Regions from separate parts of the Mus musculus genome. Here all the other regions are linked to region 5. A link is a contact called in public Hi-C, HiChIP or PLAC-seq and promoter capture Hi-C data. All regions are on one chromosome and are shown on one strand. The core of a region is the stretch at or near the end of the contact, and the rest is flanking DNA. Distances in the headings are between cores, read along the strand shown.

Region 1 (3,091 bases), core at 89-2,588, 150 kb after region 5:
ACAGATCTGCTATCTAACTGTAGTTTCAAACATAGGTTCTGTCAGTTACTAAACAGCTCTGGGATACAGTGTAACAACTAAGAAGCCTCAGGCTCAAGGCTCAGTCTGAGCCTCAGTTTTTTTCATCTCTAAATTGGGGATGTGAGGGACACTGACTTGGAAGGCACTCGTGAGAATTCAATGAGCAGAGTGCATATAGAGTGTTCAGCTCAGTCCTGCCCAATAAATATTTGCTGAGGTTATTATTACCAGCACCACCTCAGGGCCATGCTGAGGTCACCGTCACCCCTCCCCCCAGGGCCACGGTGTCTCTTGTTCTTTGGCATTTGGGACATGAGTGTGTGAATTTTGCAGAAGCCACAGAGCTGCTCTTTCATTACCTCACCACACACACTTCAAACCCATGACTTGGAAAAAGGACACTAAGCAGATTAGGACTCCATTTGGGGAATTAAATCAAAACTCAAGACTAACTCAATTTGGTTCTGAGGAGAGGGAAAGGTTAAAAGAGAATGAGCAGGCGTCTGGTGTGCTCTCCAAAGTGTAATTGGTCTGGATCTCCCAGTCTCTCCACTCCCCAAGGGTGGTGCCCAAGGGGGGCTCCCCTGGGGTGGAGGAATGGGAGAACTTCAAACCTAAGCAATTTGACAGTTGCTGGGGAATGATCCCAGAATACCTCCCCAAAGTGGATCCTCCTTTTTAGCTCCTCCTTGCCTTATGGATGCTGAGGGTCTCAACACTGAGTTCAGACTGAGAGTCTAGTAGGTGGGCCTCAATAAAATAAGGAGTCCTACTGAGGAAAACCTGTACCCAGTGTTGCTCTGAGGTGTCGAAGCACTACCGATATTGCTCTCTTGTTTTCTAGTGTATCTGTTTAGTCTAAAAGTATGATGAGCATGTATGCATAGAAGCAACTACTGTGTAAATACCCACTCGTCCTCATATATTTAGCTCAGATTATTCTGAGCACTGTAAACTACAAATAAAAGTCAATTCTTCAGGGAGAGTGACGATTTTTCTCAGCATTTTCTCCTGTGTTCTCAATATTCTCCACTCAAGCTATAAATAACCACTATTTCTCATTGCGCAAAAGGGGAAACTGAGGTTGGGGAAGATTAAGTAGTTCGTTCAGAATTACAGATTATGAGTGGATCCAAGGAAGATTACAAAACAGAGGTCAGAATCTTGAGCGAGAGGGCAAGGAGGGGCTAGATTGACCTAGCCTGGAAGCAGGAGGCACTCCTAAACCCAGAGATCTGAGAACGCCTGGGAGTTAGGAGGAGGGGCAAGGGAGGGACTCCTGGGCTGGCCAAACAGCGGGGCCTCGGGCGAGAGCGTCGCCAGCAAGTCCTCATTCTGCGATTACTGTCAGGGGACCATCCATCAGCACGGCCCAGGACGCTCAGGCCAGACTGCCCGCCGCCCGCCAGGGTCTTTCCAGATCGCATTAGCCCTGCCCAGGGCACAGTGCCGCAACGGTTATGAGCCGGTTGCACTGGGCAGGGGCGGGCACTGCAAGCTGCAGGAACATAGAAAGAAGTCCTCAAGAGCTCCCAGTTCCCAGCCTCCACATCCTCGGTGCTGGAGAGGCTCAGGAGAGAAAGGAAAATGCTCAGAAAACAGGGAGCTCTGGGAAGAAAACCAACTGGAGCAGAGGGGAAGAAACAGCCCCAAAGCCTCTTGGGGCAGAGAGGCTGAGAGGCAGAGAGGCAGAGGAGAGGCTGAAAGCAATAGCAGTGGGGGGTTGGGGGGGGAAGAAGGTAGAGAGACTCTCAAGAGCTGGAAAATAGTCTCCCCAGCATGGATAAGTACTCAAGTAACCCTGGCACTCAGGAGGCTGAGGCAGGAAAATAAGGAGTTGAAAGTCAGCCTGAGCCAGATTGTCATAGGCAGCAAACACCTTACAGATAATTCTTCTCCATTCACTGGCACCCCTAGTTTTAGAGATGAAGAATCAGACCCAGGGAAGTGCATTCCACACCTACAGACCCACTCCAGCTGATGGCTGGGTTAGCATTTGACCCTGACTCATAAGTTTCTTCAAACCACTATGTTTTACGTATCTGCTTTGGGCTGGGTCCAGGGGCTGACTGATCAGTTCCCCCTTCCCCAGAAGCTGCTGGTTCTGAGAGTTGAAATACAGCTGGAGGTTGAAGAAGAGCATCCAAGTCCCACAGTGTGGAGCCACTTTCTGTGTAGCTTTGAAGCAGCTCCTATAACTACATGCTCCCAAGCCACCACATGATCTATTCCATTGCTCAGAATCGTAGCTTATTTCCAGGATCGCTTCCATCTAACCTGCTAACTGGGGTTTGTTCAGCCATATACCTGGCATGCTGCTATATTTTACCCCTCAGATGAATAAGTATAACACCTGCTTGTAAATATTTGTCCACATCCATCCACTCACCAAAATATTTGGTTGGTTCCTGATGAGTAGCAGGCACCAAAGCTTAGAGCTTTCACCATGGCTCAAGGGAAGGCTTTAGTGAGACTCTCCACACAGCTCCGTGTGAGACATTATGCCAGCCAGGGGGCTCCAGATACTTGGTCCCTGTCCATGTAGATGATTGGCTTCTCTCTGGCTTCCTCCTCAGTCATCACTGGCTTTACAATATGATGGAGTCCCCAAATCCTTTTCAATTCATAGATAATCTTATCACTACTCCTTCCTCCTGGAACACAGTGCCTGAGCAGCTCCCGATGGCCTCCACAACCACTCGCTGACAGTCAGAAGTGCTTGCTTCTGTCTAAACCCAATCCTTCCTCCGCCATAGCCCAACATTACCACCTTAATGTAGGGTCTTGCCATGAAACACAGCCACTTTCTCTACAGTGCCTGTTCACCCAGGTGGCTAACTTTGTCTTAGGTAGTCAGGCAGGTAGGGATTCCTGTCACCAGGAAATCTGAAGTTCTATCTTCTCTGAAACAAGTGTTTGCTACTCAAGTCAGGATGGTTGTCCTATAGGAGGTTCTTTTCTTCTGGGGTACAATGTGAGTTTCTAACTCCAGCATCTTAGTTTCTGTATCAGTTCCAGGGAGATCTGGGGTGGAGGCTTAGGCCATGAGCAACTTTGTTTCCTATGGCCT
Region 2 (3,583 bases), core at 448-2,947, 250 kb before region 5:
TACTTTTAGACCAATGTTTGTCTTCAGGCTGGCTCTATCTAAAACTTTACTTTTTGCTGGATTCGGTGGAACACATCTATCATCCCAGCACTCAGAAGGCAGAGAGGCAGACAGAGCTCTGTGAATTCTTGGCTACACAGTGCGACCCTGTAACAAACTCCTCCCTTTTGTCTTTATGCAACCTAAACCCAGATTTGATGCCCACCTACTCAGGTTTAATTGAGTCGAAACCCAGTACTTCTTTAAAACTTTTGCAATAGAGGCTTAAGCTGGGTTGATGGCTTAGATGATGGTGCCTGCCACACCCCGTGCGCTGGGTACCTATGGAAGCAGGTGGCCTGAAGCTGACTGGCTTGCAATCAGAGTCGATGAGCTTCAGGTCAGTAAGACATCCTGTCTCGAAAGGTGAGGGTGGAGTGGAAATGCCCCCCACATTAACCTCTCAGCATGCATGCATACATGTCACCATACACGTGAATAAAGGGAGGTCTGAAGTTAGGCATGGTGGTATGTGCAAGTGATCCTAGCACTGGGGAGGCTGATGCAGAAGGATCATAAATTTGAGGTAAACGTGGGTTAGAGTCAAGAAGCCAAAATAAAATGGAAGACGTTTTTCCAAAAACAAGTTTTAACATGGTAACTTATAAAATGTAGTTCTGGCAATACTCTAATTACTGCCCAACCCACTGCTTGCTTGCAGAGAACTCAGTAAACAATTCTTAAAAAAAAAAAAAAGTAGGGGAATTAAATTTAATAGTTTACAAACATATGGAATAGTATAATCTGTTGCTGGTGTGTAATAAACCCAAGCGTATCATTCGGCGAGCCCTTCCAGTGGTCACTTAATATGGGCAAGCCCACACCAGAGCAATGAAACCCTCCACAATGAGAATTCCCCACTTAACCATTCCGTTCCTTAAACCTTCCCACTAGCTGGCAGGTATAAATTCTAAAGCTCGTATTGCTCCCATCTTCTGGGCTTGCTGCCTAACAGAAACCTCCATTTCCACCATTTAAGATTTTATTTCTAACTTCATTAGTATGTCAGGGCCTTCATTAGAGGCAACCAGTTTCTAAGGGAACAGGCCTCGCTCAGGCCTCACTCCTGCCACCTGTGCACAGGCCGGTTAGCCTGTTCTGTTACTCTCTACCACGTTCAGTTTATTTCAAACTGAAGGATGCTGACTAGGGAGATGATGGCTTTGGACGGTGAACTAGCTTGACTGCGCCAGAGGTCCTGAGGTTCAAAGTCTGCAAGCTTCAAAAAAATAAAAAATAAAGGCTATTTTGATTCAGGATGACAAGGGGAGGCAAAGGTAGGAGGGGAGAGTCTGGGGTCATGACAATGGTGAAAGGCGTGTGGGTGAGCGAAGAGCACCCATAAAAGCCTTGGTTCGCGCCCGGAGAGAACACGCTCGCCAGCATCTGCCTTTCGCCGGCCGCAGAGCCCCCAACCCCCGTGAGACACCCAAGATGGCGCCAGGCCCGCGCGGTTAGAGGTCATCGGCACGAGGAAGGGGTAGCCCTCCGCGTGGGGATGCCGGGACCGCGAGGGCTCAGGGACCCGCGTGGGAGCTAGCAAGGTCAGGGCGGCCACGCGTCCTCGCAAGGGGTACTGCTGCGCGCGCCTGCGCGGCACGAAGAGGACGCGAGGCCTCAAGGCCTTACCTGCTCCCAGGGCAGAGAAGACAGAGAGGGGCGGGGGCGCGGGAAGCGCGAGGGAAGGCTCTGCGCATGCGCGGCCGGAGCCAACGAGTCGCTTTTCTCCATGGATAGAGTGGACACAAGCTAGAGGATCGGCCGGGACGCCACAGCTCCCTCTGCCAGGTTGGTGGTGTCTTGGGGGACAAGCACTCCACCTGGCGTCCAACAGGAGAAACTGCAAAAGGAGCCCACCGTGCACGGAAGAGCCGCCAACTCTTGCTGATCTGCAACGTGGTGGAACTGTGGACTGCACAGCATTTTTGGAGTCTTGGACTCGAGTCCCCTTTCCGAGCATGCGCAAAGTTAAGGAAAAAAAAAAAAACCAAAAAACACCCTACCCAGTCTACTCGGAAATTGTTTATAGCATACAGTAGGGATTGGGGTTCAGTGCCTAAAATGTAGCAGGGGAAAATAAAATCACAGAACTCTTGGCTTCTTGTCACCCTCAGGACACTGGCAACGTTGGGTGGGAGATGGGAACTGGCCCAATGCTATTAGCAAAATGCCATGGCAGTTTCTGCTTTAACTTATTTTTATTTTTGTTTTCCCTATCTCGTTGATGAGCAAAGCATGAAAAAAACCCAGCATCTTCGAGTCATAAGACTGGGGGGGTAAACAAGGCCTGATTCTCCCTTTTGTGAGTCCTGGGATCAATTAGGGATAACCGCACCTGTGGCCTGCAGTAGGGGTGCGAAGTCACCCCAGGCGACCAGTTTACCTCCTGTCGGACTTGCTGGGGGGCGAGCTGGAATAAGTAGTCGCCTGCGAGGTGCTCTCCCCAAGCAAGCCCCTACTTTTCTTCACTGCCCTTTCGCCCGTCCCTCCCCCAGTGGCGGTGGGCGGGGGCTTTCCTGCGCTAGTCCTGGAGCAGGCCTTTGTGTACACGCAGGAACGCACGAGCCTAGCAGACGGCTGCAAGGCTGACCCAGCCCCTTAGCCCGGCTGTCCGGTTAGGGTGCTTGGACGCAGCGCGAGAAAGACGGGAAGAGCTCACCAAACCCCCATAAAAAAATAAAAAGAAAGCCGCGGCTGTAAATAAAGGCAAATCCGCCACCCTCTGAGGGGCCGTTTGTCCTCCCCTCCTTGGCCCCGTCCTTCCCGCCACCCCCTCCCGGCCCCCGGCCCCGCGGCGCCCCGGCCCCAAGCTCCTCCATTTAATCGGATTTGGGAGAAGGGGAGGATAAATCACGGCAGCAGCTTTACGGTCCCGGAGGAGAGGCGAGCCGCAGCCAGGCACACCCCGGCCGGCGATAAAAACCGCCGCTGAAAGCCCACGGAGCAATTTCCCGGGACCCCGAGCGACGCCATTACAGGAATGTAATTTTGCCCGGATGAGGCCCCGAGTTTAATTATCCTCGCGGAGGAATTTCAATGCGGCCAATCCATCTTGCAGGCGGGCGGCAGAGGGATTTATATGGGCCCGTTATTTCACACCGATCCTCCATCTGCATTTTTATGGCCCTGAGCTCCTGAAAGGGAGGGAAAGTGTGGGGAGAAATGGAAGAAGAGGGTGGAGGACTCCCCGCCTTTCCTAAACCTTGGATTTCAGCTGGATTAGGATGCTCGCAGGTTCTCCTGAGGTCCCCAAATCTCCCTCCAGTGCCAGTTGTTGACCTGGGCAGGGGCAGAACCGGGATCTTTAGGAAGCAACAGGTATTTTTCCAAGTACTAAGCAGTGTGAGATGCCGTGTGAGAAAAGGCAAACCCGCCACCCTCTGAGGGGCCCAGGCTAGCAGGGCTTAGGAGTTGGTCCCTTGAGGTTCCCTGAACACCCCGCTCCGCCAAAAACTGAATTCTTTGTAGCTCTTAGTTTCATACCCTAAGAGGCACAATCTATAGTTCTTAGGAGCTGCCGCCACCAAATGGTGTTGCAGCTGTT
Region 3 (3,492 bases), core at 674-3,173, 130 kb before region 5:
ACATTATTTCTTAGACATAGACTTTTGGCTTCACTTAATTGATAATTGGAAGTTGAATGGCTAGAGAGAGAGAGAGAGAGAGAGAGAATATGTGTGTATGTGTGTAGAGGGTAGAGGTCAGAAATCGACCTTGGGTATCTTCCCAGTCACTCTCTGCCTTATATGAGACAGGGTTCCTCACCAGTTCAGTAAGCCTTAGGGAGCCTCTGTCTTGGCTTCCTGAATGCTGGCACTGAAGGTGCACACCAACGCATCTAACATTTCACTCAGGTGCTGAAGATCTGAATTCTTATGTTTTTATGAAAAGCACTGCACAAACTAAGCCATTTCCCAAGTTCCTGTTTACCCAGTTCTGATAGACCAAGGATAACCGCATTGTTGAAAATAATGGCACCAGCTATTTATTATAGGCTTTTCTATCTTATACAATTCCACAAGAGGTTTTTGAAAAGGAATTCTATTCCCTTACAGAAGAGGGGCTGAAGCTTAGAGGGATAGGTTTTAAATCTGCCTTCTCAGCACTTCCATGAACAGCCACATTTGGGTTTTATTTGGGCAAGTATAATCCACCTCCCACCCCCAGGACAGAGTCTCTGTATGTAGCCCCAGCTGTCCTGGAACTTGTTATATGGACCAGGATAGCCTTAAACTCAGAGTGTTCCACCTGCCTCTGCCTCCTGAGTGCTAGGATTACAGGCTTGTGCCAACACACTCTGCATCTATCTATCCTATCTATCTATCTATCTATCTATCTATCTATCTATCTATCTATCGTATTATAAACACACACACAATACACACACACACACACACACACACACACACACACACACATATATACACACACACATATATATATCACAACACTGAAAGGCAAACTAGGGCAGAGAGCACATTTGTTTTTCTCAGCAGTGGTAGGGGAATGGCTAGAACCTTTCAAACAAAGCAAAGGCTCTTTTTCTAGGCTGAGAGCAATATGTGGCTTATTGTGGGAGCCATGAGTTTATTGAAGTAGATATCCTTGGTCATTTAGGATCTGGTGTCTGTGAGATCCCAGGGTAGCCCACCATCACTACCTGACCCCCCTTAATCCAGCCCCACAGAGGTGATGACTGGGCAGAGTTGACAGAAGACTTATAATATGCTTTCTGGATTATTTGTGGCAGAATTTGGATTTTAGATTGGCTTAGCTCAGCGACTTCCTACCCAGACTGATTTTTTTTTTCTGGCTTGATCCTTGCTCTACCACCCTGAAGGGATGGAATCTTCTAAAAGTTATTTGAACTAAACAGAAAGGATAAGTTAAATTTGTTATGACATGTCATGTGTTACTTTCTGGAGTCTGCAGTAATTGAGAAGGCAGTCTTGTGTGATCACAATTAATTACCCAAATTTTAGAGAGCCCAAGTGTCATTTCATCTTGCAGCAGATCTCGGAGAGATCTAGGAGATAACTTGTGTTCTTGGACTTCACCACCTTTCAGACCAAATAGTGAAGTTTTTTTGAAGGAGGTTTGAATTGTCTCAAGGTAATGAGAAAAGATTCTGTCTGGTCTCCCTGGACCCTCTTCTGAGCATATTATTACCAACCAACCAAATAAACCTGCAAAATGCAGGTGGGGTATTTTTTATTGCTAATTAAATTAATTTGGGGCATTCTTTTTAACTGATACATTGTGCTCACAGCTACCTATGGCAGCTAGCCTGGGTCTAGGAATCTGAGACCCGCAAGCTCTAGGATTTTCGGCCCTCCACCTGAAGAGCTGTGGAAGAAGAAGGTTTGCAGCTGGTGAAGGTGACAGAATCAAGCTGCTTTATAGACCTGAGAGAACTTAAGTGAGGGGAGGGTGTGGAAGGGGGGAGGTTGGAATAAGCAGGCAGCTTGGGATGCTTCTTGGTATGGGCTCCTTGGCAACGGTTACTTAGCAACCTGCATTCACCTCTCTTGACTGCCTTCTCCCTCTCTTTTTCCTCCCACCCCTAGTCTCCCTCCCTTAGCTGCTGCAAGAAGCTAGAGAGCTTGAAGTGAATGACAATTTGGAGAAACAGCCGCAGCCTGAAGATCTAAGAGGCTCTAAAGAAGATGGATAAGAAAATCGATGCATAATAAAAGCTGCAGGCAAAGCCACCTTGACACAGGGCCGGTAGCTCTCTCTTTCTGCCCTCCTTAAGTCTCCCCAGGTTCAGGCTTCTGCCTTAACCACCATCCTCTTTTTTTCCCTCCACCTGCTTTTTATAGTGTGTGTGTGTGTGTGTGTATAATGGTATTTGCCTTTGGAATGGAAAAGGAAGGAACGTCTGGACAGGAAAACATATGAGATGCTTGCAGGGGTACTAGCATGAAGGAGGGGAGCGTGGGTAAGGTAGGGATTATTAAAGGCACTTTGAACAGGGGGTTAAATTGCATCACAAAGTAGTATCTTTAATAAAAACAAACAAAAGCCTAACAATGGCTATAGGAAGGCATGATATAAAATGTGTGAGTTATCTTCTCTGCAGCGTTAAAAAAAATAAAAGCATACATAAGCAACCCTCCTGAAAGCAGGGGTTGTGGGGATGGGAGTCTGGAGTATAGCTTGATAAATAAGACACTATGCGTGCAATTACCTTCTACTGACACATAGTAGGGATAGAGTAAATAGTACTTCTCTTGCTCTCTTAGAAGCAATGGTGCAAAGGATATTTTGGAGGTCTTTGCTGGCCTGAGAATCCGTGGACCAATTCTATGACTGTTCATGTTTTTGATATTTGGTGTCTTCCCCATTCACACAGGCAGGAAGGCATTTCTGCTCTCAAACTTAACCCCATTTTGCTGAAATTAAGACACGTAAGCAACTGACCAACCATCATTCCTTGGTGTTCTGGAGTGCCAGTTAGCCAGGCACCCTGCCTATCTGTGATGCAGGATTTAGCTTTTATACACAGTCAGTGAAATAGACACCCCAGAGAGGTCAGACACATAAGTTACACCATTATGCTGTGTAACCTTTCACAGTTTCACTGGTGCAGATGTAAAGGGTTTTCATAAGTGGGTGGTTGCTTTAGGGTTTGAAGTTCTGCCCTCTAGTAGGGAGAGGAAGGACCTTGAGGTATGATGTGGTGTTGAACTCATGACAGTCCCAGCCTGTTGGGAACAATGCTATTCCGGAGAACTGGGTGAGCCTAGGATTACAGAGCCGAGTGATGAGGGTTTGAGGGGTGAGCTTTTCTGTCATTGGCTCTGGCTCATGTGCTCAAGGCCCATCTACCTTTTACCTGATATCTTTTCTCAAGCAGAGCACATGCTGTTTGGCAAGGCATCTCTTTCCTGTCATCTACAGCATACCAGAAGTCCCTTTGTTTAAAGCATGCATTCCTGAAGTATAGAGAACCAGTGTCTTCCCAGGTCTCATCCTGACGGGGCTTCAATCAACCCCACCCCCTTCATTGCCATCCCTTCCCTACTCTCTTACGTTAGGTCCCAGCTTTCCTTTCGTTTTGAACTTATCTTGGT
Region 4 (3,330 bases), core at 153-2,652, 230 kb before region 5:
TGTCTCAGTAGTTGTGGCCCTCTCCCCCCTCCTCCCCTCTGCCCCTCCTCCCCCTCCCCTTCCTCTCCCCTCCCCCCTCCTCTCCCCTCCCCTTTATCCCTCTTCCCCTTATCTTCCCCTCACCTCCCACCCCCACTCCCACCTCTAACCTCTGCCAGTGGTAGGCTGATTTCATCTCAGGCCTCCCTGCAGTGCTCCTTCCCAGTAATGAAACAAGTTTAATTCCTCATAGGAGACAGGTATAGCCTTTTCAGGAGTCACCTGAAGTTGCCGATTTCTGTGGCTTGTCAGTCTCCCGCTAGGGGCCTGGTGACTAGTGCTCTGGGTCGGTGTGCATGTGTCTATAGACATTTTCTTTAAGCAGGACACTTTGGTTATAAGTTAGATTCTAAGTGTATGGGAGGGGAGCTTTTGGGATAAGGGGAAGAATAATTTCCACCAGTGGGAGTGGGGATTCAAAGAGAAGTCTTGATCCCTGTCTTCTTGGCAACTCCCAGTATGTGGAGAAAAACATCAGCGATCAGATAGGGTGAACCAGGGCTTCAAAGGAGCTTGGGGGAACAGAGACACTTCGTATACAAATCTAATACAAATGGACTGGCAGATGCTTTAACGCTGGGACATCTAGGACACAGGACAGGAGGCATGTGGTACATGGCTCTGGTGGCACAGGTCAGGCCTTCCAGAGAGCTTTGGGGACTGCGCTAGGGGACAGTGTCCGCAGAGGTGAGCTGCGAGCCGCAGCTGGGCACTGACATCAGGCAGCCGCCTTTCAGGGTCTGCCGCAGAGCTAAGCACAGGCGAGCTGGGTGAAGGATCCGGACAGACCTGCCTGGCTCTCCGGTCCCTCTACAGTCTGACCCCGTGGGCCTCGGCTCTCGTCTCTGTTCTCCCATTGGTAACCGCTCCTCCCACTTCCCCTGGATAATCTTCTGACATCTCTTCAAATCCAATTATCGAATTAATTGACGTGCGACGCGAGAGGCAAACAGAGAGGGGTGGCAAACTCCACGGGGCTCAGATTTATCCTCCGGCCTCTACACGCCCCGGCCGGCGAGATTTACTGGGTCTCCAGCACCGCGACAGTTCAAACCTTTGATTAATCATGTTTTTCTCCCAGCCCTATAATTTAGTTGCTCTTTTTCCCTCCCTGCCTTTTTTTTTTTTTTTTTTTATCAGTAGAAACAGAAACGAAGTCCTCATCAGCTTCAATTACAAATATTAAGGCTCCGGACAGCATTTTGACAGAGAGGCGGCCGGCCCCGCTCCGTCCCGCCCCCCTAAATCATCGCCGAATTAACATCACAATCGGCGGCTGGCGCGCGTTCAGACTTAAATGGTGGCATATTGTTCGCGCACGGTCTCGGCCAGACCCGCGGGATCGCTGCACCGGGCGGTCGCCTCCGCCCCTCCGCCACAGTCCCCCTCGGCCTCCTTGGAGGCTGCCGCTCGCCATCACCGCAGCGCGCCAGGCCCTGTAGCCGGCAGGGGGCGCTGCAGGCGGGGCGGGGGTGCGCCAGGGTGGGCGTGGAGGCGTTTGTAGCAGGGTGAAAGCCCCAGCGCTTCGTCCGGAGTGGGAGGGGAGGACGGTTTATTTATGCAAACCAGATGCAAATGAAGGCTCAGAAGCTGCTGATGTGGGAATACCACTTTCCAGACCTTTGGATGAGATTCTGACCCCTCACAGGTTTTGGCCGAGTGACAAGGAGGTAGGAGCAGCAGAGGATCCCGTGAGGCACGATTTCTTCAATTCCTGGCACATTAGAGAAAGTCGGACCTAAATTACAATTCAAAGGCTCAAAGATAAGCTTAAGGCAGGAAAAGGTGAGGTTCCCTGCCGGGTCTGTAGAATTTAGAAGGCCCTCCAAAGTAGCCAGTTTTTAATGATGAATTTTTTGGGGGGGGTGGTGCGGAGTGGGAGTGAGGTATACTTCGCTCTCCCACTCCAGAGATGAAAAGGGACAGTTATTATTCTGACCCTATCAAGCCTTTGCGATTGAAAGAACTCAGGAAGAAAAAAATGTCAATCCAGGTTTCTAGATATTTTCGTAGTCACCTGCCTCTCCAGTTCGGGCCGCATCAATCGCCAGGACCCAAATTTTGCCTAGCAACATCTCAACCAATCAAGATGCAATTAAACCTGCCAAGTCAGCTCATCCTTAACTGGGATTGGCTGTGCGCGGTATGCGTATCCCAAGTTTTCATTGGCTGGCTGCCACCTGTATGGAAATGAGAATTACCCCGGACTCTGAGGCAGTTTTCAGAGGTGCAGACCTGTGGCTTACTGCGCTGAAAATACCCCCGCAAGCTCAGAGCCCAACCTATTCTTGCTCTATGATATTCTACCCTACAAAAGAGATCTCTCAAACTTCCCCCCTTCTTTTTCTACTGCGCCCCAGCTTGGGCCCAATCTGAGAGGAATTCGACCCAATAACGCAGAAGTAGTGCAGATGTACAGATTTTTGGCAGTTTCCGCATCTCCTTGAACTGTCAGGAGTTTGCCCTTTGCTTTAATGCTGTCACTATTCCTACCCCTGATCATTCTTCCTCGTCCACCCCAGGGGTGGCTTCTCGCCATGTGAAATCCCTCACTCACTTAGCCACTGTTCTTAAAACCCCCTCTATGGCTTCAGCTCTCCCAACTTCCAACAGTCCCCTGCTTGCTACTCAAAATCCAGGCAGTTCTCACAACAATCCAGTTTAGGAGGGAGTTAGAGGGGGAGACGACACCCTCCCCTAAAAAAAAAAAAAAAAAAAAAAAAGCCTCCATCCTCTTTCCTCATCCATTTTCTCCGAGGGAGCCGAGTTTGACAGCGAATTCATTCCGAGCGGGGAGGGTGATTTATTCTTCAAATATACCGACAAGTGCGGGCATGATGGAGCCCATTAAAATGTTGGGAGATTGTTTTTATGATTGAAGTCTGTATTACTCCAACCATAAAGAAAGAGAGCAAGGAGTCATTAGCATTTTCATGATGGTGTATTTCTGCTTGTCTCCGCGCCATCACTCATCTTTACTGCCCGTCCCTTTGCTCTCGCTCTGCTACAACGAGGAGAGACTGAAGCCTGAGCTGGGGTTGGGGGCTGCGGGAGGCGGGAGCCAGAGATCCCCCCCGACGCTCTGCCCTTCACGCCAAATCCTCACCCTCTCTGGGACGCAGATACAGGGGTGAGAGGGACACAGAGGATATGCCTCCACTTCTTTAGCCAGCTCCTCCTGCCCCCGCACCCCCCCCCCAGGTGGCAACAGGATGTCCTGTCCAAATGGTCTTTGAAGTCCTGGAGGGGCTGGCCTTGCAGATAGGCCTTCTTTTCTTTGGCTCACTCTTT
Region 5 (3,279 bases), core at 226-2,725:
AGGCAAGAAGGAGAGAGACACCGCAGCCCCCCTCTCTCCCTCTTTATTATTTTTTTCCTGCTCTCTCGCTCGCTCTTTATTACTTCTTCTCCTCAGGGAGGGGTATGTGTGAAAGGGAGCTTGGCACAATTCCATGGAGATGCCCCTCTGCAAAGGGGTGACTCTACTGAGGCCCTAACCAGTGGGGGGGGGGGCGCAGAAAAAAGTGAGTGTTATAAAAATCAGTAACTTGGTGCTAATTTGTTCTTGACATAGAAGACAGTTCGGGATCTAAGTACTCTGCCTGAACAAGAGTGATCCTGAAAGGAAACTGGGAATAAGGCAGCTTAAACTTAAGCTGCCTGGCTCCTTAGCGCTTATCACCCCATCAGCCCAAGCCATTGAGGAGGGGGGGTGGTCTTGTACTTGTATGTTTGGAGTTGCACCTGTCAGAAGTCCCTTTAAAGAGCGGCAGGTTTTCTCTGCTTTCTACAGTTCCTTGTGTGAACCCAAAGAGACTCTTGCAAGCATCCCGGCCTTTCCTTTTGCTCAGTCAGAATCTGCTTCTGTTTCTTTGAGAGTGGGGGCGGGGGGAGTCTCCGGTATCCCTTTTGTATGCTGAAATGGCAATCTGTCCTTCTGCCCCTCTCCGTTAGCCTCTGCTTCTCGCTGAGTGTATTTCATCATTTCTCTCCCCACATCGGGACGAAGTCTGCATTTGGGAAATCCAATCGCCCAATCATGTCTGATACAGGAGAGAGCCCTTTTCCAGACAAACTGGGGCTTTGGGGAAAGCCTCTGAGGTCGGAGTTTGAGACTCTGGTTTCGGCACCAAAGGCTCGGTGAGGTCCTTGTCCGCCGTGAGCTGACTGCCACAGCTGGAGCCTTCCTAGCTAGATTTATTATTATTATTATTACTATTACTATTATTACTAAAATTCCAGGTTTGCCTCCATTCTCAGCTCCAAGCCCCAATTTAGAGACTTCGGTAGTCAAAGCCATCTGTTTGAGAACCGGAGCCTCTCAGCGTCTCTCAGTCCAGAGCCTAGGAGGAGGAGCCATCCTCTTCTCCCTAGGTCCCTTTGCGTCGGCCAAATTAAGCCTCTCTGCCCCCCTCCCCTAACAAGGCTTGCCTAGGGGGCGTTGCCCGTCCCTTTAAATCTCCCAGCTCTCTCCTCCTTTTCCTTTCCAGTGAGCCAATCAACAAAGTTCTCATTTCTTTCCGCCCCGCCCCATCTCCCGGGGAGGGAACCCCAGGAGACCCAGGCTTAGCATCACGTGCAGCGGCTGTGGTCACGTGGGAACCAGGGGCGTGCTATGGTGAGGAGGGCGGGAGTCGCCGGATTTCTTAATGAAGTGTGTCCGCATGCGTAGTGGGAATGCGGCTAGGGAGGGGGAAGCACCGGGGGGGGGGGTGGCGGGGGGAGGAGGGGAGGGGTGGAGAGAGAGAGAGAAGGGAGGAGGGATGGGGGAGGGAAAAAGAGAGCGAGGTGTCTCCCTAGCTCGCTGCCTCTGGCAAGTGGAGTTTTTAAAAAGCTGGAGCAGATCATGTCATGACGACTTCGCTGCTCCTGCACCCGCGCTGGCCGGAGAGCCTTATGTACGTCTATGAGGACAGCGCGGCGGAGAGCGGCAGCGGCGGCGGCGGGGGAGGCGGCGGCGCGGGCGGCGCGGGGGGTGGCTGCAGCGGAGCGAGCCCCGGCAAAGCCCCGAGCATGGACGGGCTGGGCGGTAGCTGCCCGGCCAGCCACTGCCGCGACCTGCTCCCGCACCCTGTATTGGCCCGCCCGCCGGCTCCTCTGGGTGCCCCTCAGGGCGCCGTCTACACGGACATCCCAGCCCCGGAGGCGGCGCGCCAATGCGCCCCACCGCCGGCGCCCCCCACCTCGTCCAGCGCCACCCTGGGCTATGGTTACCCATTTGGGGGCAGCTACTACGGCTGCCGCCTGTCGCACAACGTGAACCTGCAGCAGAAGCCTTGCGCCTACCATCCGGGGGACAAGTACCCAGAGCCGTCGGGCGCGCTGCCTGGTGACGACCTGTCCTCCAGGGCTAAGGAGTTCGCCTTCTACCCCAGCTTCGCCAGCTCCTACCAGGCAATGCCCGGCTACCTGGACGTGTCGGTGGTGCCTGGGATCAGCGGGCACCCGGAGCCGCGTCACGACGCGCTCATCCCTGTTGAAGGCTACCAGCACTGGGCTCTTTCCAATGGCTGGGACAGTCAGGTGTACTGCTCCAAGGAGCAGTCGCAGTCCGCCCACCTCTGGAAGTCTCCCTTCCCAGGTAAGGAAGGGGCTTGAGCGGCGGCGCCGCCGCCGCCGCCAGGGACCCCTCCCCGCCCTGCCTGCCCCGCGGCTCCGCGCCTCAGCCACCCCCGCCGTCTGGCCCCGGCGCGCCGGCTCGGCTAGGCTGTCGATGGAGCCGGCCGGGCGAGCTATGCTGAGGAATGCGCTGGGGAAGAAATCTGCTCCGACACGTTCCCCGGAGCTGCCGGGTCCAGAGTGAAGCAATCAGAGGCGCCCGAGCGCCGGCTCGGCTCGGCTCTGGTCGGGAGCTCGCCTCCTCCTCCCCCAGCCTGCTCCAGCCTCATTCAGGGATCCTGGCCCCTAAATCCGCTTCCAGCCAGGAATGGGTTGGGGTTGGGCCTCTGGTGTCTTGGAACTTAGTCCAAAACCCTCAACCCAGTGGATAGTTGGGATTTGGGGAGAGTATAAGAACCTTTACCTTGCCCGAGTTTTCAGGAGCTGTCAACCACCAGATACTATAGCATTAAAATGGGGATCTAATTCTCCAGAGCCTATAGAAATGTACAATTTTTTTTCTTTTTAAATTTAACCATGAATGTTTTATAAGAGCACAGAAGAGATTTTTAAAAATCTCTGTAGAGGGAATGTGTAAGATTTGAATCCTCTCCTGGAATGCAATTTTTTTCTTTGCCGCTCTGGTACACAGTTTTAATCCTGTGAATCCACTGCCAGATCCTCCAAGTGAGATTTACTGGCATTCCAGACAGAGAAAGGGGTTCTAAAATGGGAGGTGGGAGAGGCAGACCTGTGCTGTGGTCCGGGGTCCAGACCACTCTTGTCTGGCTGTGTATGCAAGAAGAGAGCACTCTTGTGTTGTTCCTCTGTGGCTGTCTCTGAATAGGAAAGGATTCCATACCGCCCCCATCACTCCCCAGAGGAGAAAGACCGGCCCAGATTTCCCAAAACTGCATCAGAAGCTTTGGGTTCCACTCTGATCTGAGAGATAAGGATTTGAGGGTCTAGAGAAGCCAGCATTTGGGTCTACTCTTCCTGT
Region 6 (3,449 bases), core at 212-2,711, 230 kb after region 5:
TTGAAGTATCTGTGCTCTTGTCTTTGGACCCCTGAAGGATCACACCCAGTATCACTGAGGACTCCTAAATCTCTATCGCCAGCCTAGTCTTCACAGGAAACTAAGACCCATGAGCCTCCTCTACTTGGATCTTTAGCAGGCATCTCACACTAAATGTGTCCAAAGCATGTCTCCTGATGCCAGCTCCTTGGTATTCCATGATACCAGGTAATGACAAGTTCCATGTTCTGGTCACTGGTAGGAAACAAAACAACACAAAAACCTCTTAGTTTTTCCTTGATGATGCTGCTTCCACGGTTCCCATCTGACTCACCGCAACCACCCCCCACCCCCACCCCGAGCTGACTCTGCAACATTCATCCAGGCCCCACTCTCTCCTTGCTGCTACAGTGCACTCTTGGACGTCCTTGTTTCCCACTGCATTCTCAACATGACAGCATTGAGTAGTCAAGGGGAGTATGCATATCACTCTCAGGCCCTGACTCTCCAATGGCTCCCTGTCCATTCAGAGTGGAAGTGCAAGTTTAGCTGTGACTCATTAGTCCCCACATGATCGTGATTAGCTTTCTGTGACCTCTTAGAAGCCACAGCTCATTCCCTTCCTTATTTTCCCTGCTCCAGCCATACCGGCCTCAATGCCATTCCTCCAGCATGCCAGACTGCTCGCAGGAGGGTTTCCCCTTGCTGTTTGTCTGCCAGGAAAGATCTTCCCTAAATCTGCCTGGGTCGTCAGCATATGGTAAATGCCAGGTTCCATATGTTGGGGGGCAGAACACAGATATGCAAGGGAGGGAACGGGAAGATGAAACAGGGGAGTCGGGTACCACACAAGACATGAAATGGCTTGTCTTGCTTTCTGTCTTCCTGGGATTCTGTCTTCAGAAGATCAGGGATCTCGGGGTGGGGCTGCTCTTGGTTCTTCAGCAAGTGGCCCCTTTCATACTAACCTCAGGGCTGATGGACCCACATCTATCAATCTCAGGACTTCTGGACAGGAGCCGTCTGATGGTCCTGAATGAACAGGCCGGTCCTTTCTATGCTGAAAGGATACAGAGAAGAAGCCACCTCTTCCAACCATGCACTTGTTACCACCACCTTCTGCCTCTCCTTCAAGCCTCTTACTCTGGTGCTAGGATGTAGGCTTGAAGAGGAAAGGGAAGGGCTCAAGGTAAAGGGCACAGGAGGCCTAAGAGAGTAAACTGAGGCAGAGAGAAACACAAGCTGTGCAGAGCCAGTGACCCAGAGATAGAGCGGAATTGCACAGGCCAAAAGGGGTCCAGGTCAGAGGTGGATGCAGCCAGCAGGTGAAAAGCAGCAATGCACTGAGGGCTGGGCGCTCTGTCCAAAGGATTAAGGTAGGTAGGCTTTGGAAGTAAGGAGCCCAGGACAGCTCCGAAGAGGAACAGGCGGGGCGGCGCGGGCAGCAGGACCACACGCTGCCGGGCTGCGCGGGCGGAGGCAGACTGAGGCGGGCGGAGGCGGCGGGCTCAGCGGAGCGGGCGGGCGCCGGGAGCGGGCTCGTAAAAGCCGCGCGGCGCGGGGAAATTGCCGCCAGAATCGCTGAGCTCCACAAAACGCCGCCCGCGCAGCCCGCCGCCGCGCCCGCTCCAATCTCCAGCCTCATCGGCGCGCGGGCTGGTTATGCATTTAAATGTTATTTAATTGGATTGCGGAGGAGCTGGGGGCCAGAGTGCCCCCGCCTCCGCCCCGCACGCGCTGCACGTCTGTTTTCCGAGTCACAGATTGCCACGCACCCCCTCCTGCCCAATCCTTTGCCTCCGACGCTTCTCTCCCTCCCTTCTGAACCCGGCCAGAGGACACTCAGAAAGACATCAGCCTATGAAGACTGAAAACTAAGAGGCTACGCACGAACACACACACACACATCCTGAAGACGCACAAAGACATAGCAGCAGCAAAAATTGGCTACACTCACTTATACCAGTGTCCATCTGGAAGATTAAGAATGGCAAACAAATATGGTCCCTAGAACCACAGAAGTACACAAATGTGTATTAACACACTCATGCTGCAAGACAAAACATCACCTGACCTCTCCCGGGGTAATGACACTCACAAAGCGACACTGCCAAGCATGGGCAGAAAGGATGCCAAAGCATGACCCTCATAGGGTAAGGCAGAGACCCTCCCCAAAGCTGAGTAAGAAGGGAAGCCTGTGTTCACTCTTACACTCAGCCAGACCACCACCTATTTGCTTTGCCTATTCAGGGTTGGAAAACAAAACCTTTTGTTCAGCGACATACTGTCCTCCCAAACCACAGCACAGGAAGCTTCAAGAGGCAACTGCATTTGTAAGGATGTTTTTTAAACCGAACAAAGAAAGAAAATTGAGTCCCAATTACAACAAGCGGGATAGCAGATAGACACCAGGAGGGCCTTCCTGAGAGGATAGAAACTGGAATCCCAAGAGGTGAGGTTGGCCATGTGTGTGAGGTGGGGAGCTAGCTAAGAAGTCAGCACCGTGGAGGTTAGGGTCAAGGGTTAAGGTTAGGGAGGAGAGCACGTCCTGCATAGGCAGTTCTCCACAGGCTCCCAGCCAGCAACAGTTAACTGTTGACCTGAGATGATCAGGATTACGCCACTTCAATTAATGAAAATGGAAATGGCAACCTGGCTTGGCACAGGTCCCCGCAGAGGACCATTCTGGGCTCTCCGCCATCCCTTCTGCGAGCAGGGCCCGGAGACTTGAGGATCTGAGCGGGGCTGTGGGGACAGAAGAACAGGCAAAATGTACGGGGGGGTGGGGGTGGGGGAGATTCTATTGCAGCTGACCTGCTTGCATTGTATCTGAGAGCATGAGGGCCCAATCAGAGAAGAGAAAGTATCCTCACACACAGGCTAATTCAACCTTGTCTGCTAAAGTGTAGGTTCAGGCAGGCTGACAATCAGGCTTCTGAAAAGAAAAGCAATTGGTTTCCCCCTAAGCAACTTATTTCTGCATCATCTGATGGCCATTGCTGGGCAGTCGATCCATGTGTCTAACCTCAATGTCTCATGCTCCAGTTGAATTTACTTCTCTGGGGAAATATCGGAGGGAAGGAGAGGGACTGGCATTCTAAATAGGAACACTAGGAGAGCTGAAAGTTGGTTTGAGATAGGCCACAAGCTCTAATCTCTATTCTTTTTCCCACTCTGCTACTAGCTCTTGGCCTCAACTATGACCAAGCTGCCTTTCCAGTACCATTTGTTGTTGTTGTTGTTGTTTGTTTGCTTGTTTGTTTTTAAGATTTATTTATTTAGCCGGGCAGTGGTGGCGCACGCCTTTGATCCCAGCAGTTGGGAGGCAGAGGCAGGTGGATTTCTGAGTTCGAGGCCAGCCTGGTCGACAGAGTGAGTTCCAGGAGAGCCAAGATCTACACAGAGATACCCTGTCTTGAAAAACAAACAAAAACAAACAAAAAAAAGAGATTTATTTATTTATTATATAT

The links. Promoter capture Hi-C pulls out the DNA fragments that hold promoters and counts their contacts. A called contact is a pair of places that touch in the nucleus more often than the background predicts. HiChIP or PLAC-seq counts read pairs in DNA pulled down with a chosen protein or histone mark.
Region 1: a contact with region 5 is called in a promoter capture Hi-C map of cranial neural crest. The contact joins the enhancer-like site here to the promoter of Hoxc13 in region 5. A contact is called at or near these places in 8 of 39 promoter capture datasets (the HPC-7 cell line, cranial neural crest, embryonic stem cells and 4 more), 1 of 15 datasets of contacts at CTCF or cohesin (the NIH/3T3 cell line), 2 of 484 Hi-C or Micro-C datasets (B cells and cranial neural crest), 5 of 115 datasets of contacts at active chromatin or transcription factors (embryonic basal ganglia, embryonic forebrain, embryonic limb bud and 2 more) and 2 of 9 other capture datasets (adipose tissue and liver).
Region 2: a promoter capture Hi-C map of embryonic stem cells shows a contact between it and region 5. The contact joins the promoter of Atp5g2 here to the promoter of Hoxc13 in region 5. A contact is called at or near these places in 6 of 39 promoter capture datasets (the 3T3-L1 cell line, cranial neural crest, embryonic stem cells and 3 more), 1 of 15 datasets of contacts at CTCF or cohesin (the NIH/3T3 cell line), 3 of 484 Hi-C or Micro-C datasets (embryonic stem cells, muscle stem cells and nephron progenitors), 9 of 115 datasets of contacts at active chromatin or transcription factors (differentiating embryonic stem cells, embryonic stem cells, epiblast stem cells and 3 more) and 1 of 9 other capture datasets (adipose tissue).
Region 3: a contact with region 5 is called in an H3K4me3 HiChIP or PLAC-seq map of forebrain, with 2.6 times the contacts expected there. The contact joins the enhancer-like site here to the promoter of Hoxc13 in region 5. A contact is called at or near these places in 12 of 39 promoter capture datasets (3T3-L1-derived adipocytes, the C10 cell line, the HPC-7 cell line and 7 more), 1 of 15 datasets of contacts at CTCF or cohesin (the NIH/3T3 cell line), 13 of 484 Hi-C or Micro-C datasets (brown adipocytes, embryonic fibroblasts, embryonic stem cells and 6 more), 20 of 115 datasets of contacts at active chromatin or transcription factors (embryonic basal ganglia, embryonic forebrain, embryonic hindbrain and 7 more) and 3 of 9 other capture datasets (adipose tissue, embryonic stem cells and pancreatic islet).
Region 4: a Hi-C map of nephron progenitors shows a contact between it and region 5, with 4 times the contacts expected there. The contact joins the enhancer-like site here to the promoter of Hoxc13 in region 5. A contact is called at or near these places in 9 of 39 promoter capture datasets (the 3T3-L1 cell line, the HPC-7 cell line, cranial neural crest and 5 more), 14 of 484 Hi-C or Micro-C datasets (B cells, the G1E-ER4 cell line, cranial neural crest and 6 more), 13 of 115 datasets of contacts at active chromatin or transcription factors (bone marrow-derived dendritic cells, embryonic hindbrain, embryonic stem cells and 3 more) and 3 of 9 other capture datasets (embryonic stem cells, embryonic tail and embryonic trunk).
Region 6: a promoter capture Hi-C map of embryonic stem cells shows a contact between it and region 5. The contact joins the promoter of D930007P13Rik here to the promoter of Hoxc13 in region 5. A contact is called at or near these places in 14 of 39 promoter capture datasets (the 3T3-L1 cell line, the C10 cell line, HPC-7-derived erythroid cells and 10 more), 7 of 115 datasets of contacts at active chromatin or transcription factors (craniofacial prominence, embryonic basal ganglia, embryonic forebrain and 3 more) and 2 of 9 other capture datasets (adipose tissue and pancreatic islet).

Annotation. Positions count from the first base shown.
Region 1 is chr15:103,067,998-103,071,088 of GRCm38.p6, forward strand. No RefSeq gene overlaps it. Among named protein-coding and RNA genes, the nearest start is that of Gm30528, 9.0 kb to the left of the region's middle. Within about 2 kb of position 1,339, at least 47 of the 459 cell types and tissues checked have an H3K27ac peak or open chromatin away from gene starts, as enhancers often do. A contact at or near this core is called in adipose tissue, where this site is marked.
Region 2 is chr15:102,669,350-102,672,932 of GRCm38.p6, forward strand. It overlaps Atp5g2 (ATP synthase, H+ transporting, mitochondrial F0 complex, subunit C2 (subunit 9)), which reads right to left and starts at 1,698. Exons shown (of 5, transcript NM_026468.2): 1 at 1,669-1,698. Mir688 (microRNA 688) reads right to left here and starts at 2,517; the gene lies at 2,443-2,517.
Region 3 is chr15:102,787,113-102,790,604 of GRCm38.p6, forward strand. It overlaps Gm36560 (a long non-coding RNA gene), which reads left to right. Exons shown (of 7, transcript XR_001781775.2): 5 at 1,686-1,794; 6 at 1,984-2,143. Among named protein-coding and RNA genes, the nearest start is that of Gm36560, 35 kb to the left of the region's middle. Within about 2 kb of position 1,924, at least 48 of the 459 cell types and tissues checked have an H3K27ac peak or open chromatin away from gene starts, as enhancers often do. A contact at or near this core is called in embryonic basal ganglia, embryonic forebrain and forebrain, where this site is marked.
Region 4 is chr15:102,691,654-102,694,983 of GRCm38.p6, forward strand. No RefSeq gene overlaps it. Among named protein-coding and RNA genes, the nearest start is that of Mir688, 21 kb to the left of the region's middle. Within about 2 kb of position 1,403, at least 128 of the 459 cell types and tissues checked have an H3K27ac peak or open chromatin away from gene starts, as enhancers often do. A contact at or near this core is called in embryonic tail, hippocampal neurons and nephron progenitors, where this site is marked.
Region 5 is chr15:102,919,656-102,922,934 of GRCm38.p6, forward strand. It overlaps Hoxc13 (homeobox C13), which reads left to right and starts at 1,476. Exons shown (of 2, transcript NM_010464.2): 1 at 1,476-2,262. The coding sequence starts at 1,533.
Region 6 is chr15:103,145,367-103,148,815 of GRCm38.p6, forward strand. D930007P13Rik (Riken cDNA D930007P13 gene) reads right to left here and starts at 1,462. Exons shown (of 7, transcript NR_045743.1): 1 at 948-1,462; 2 at 149-234.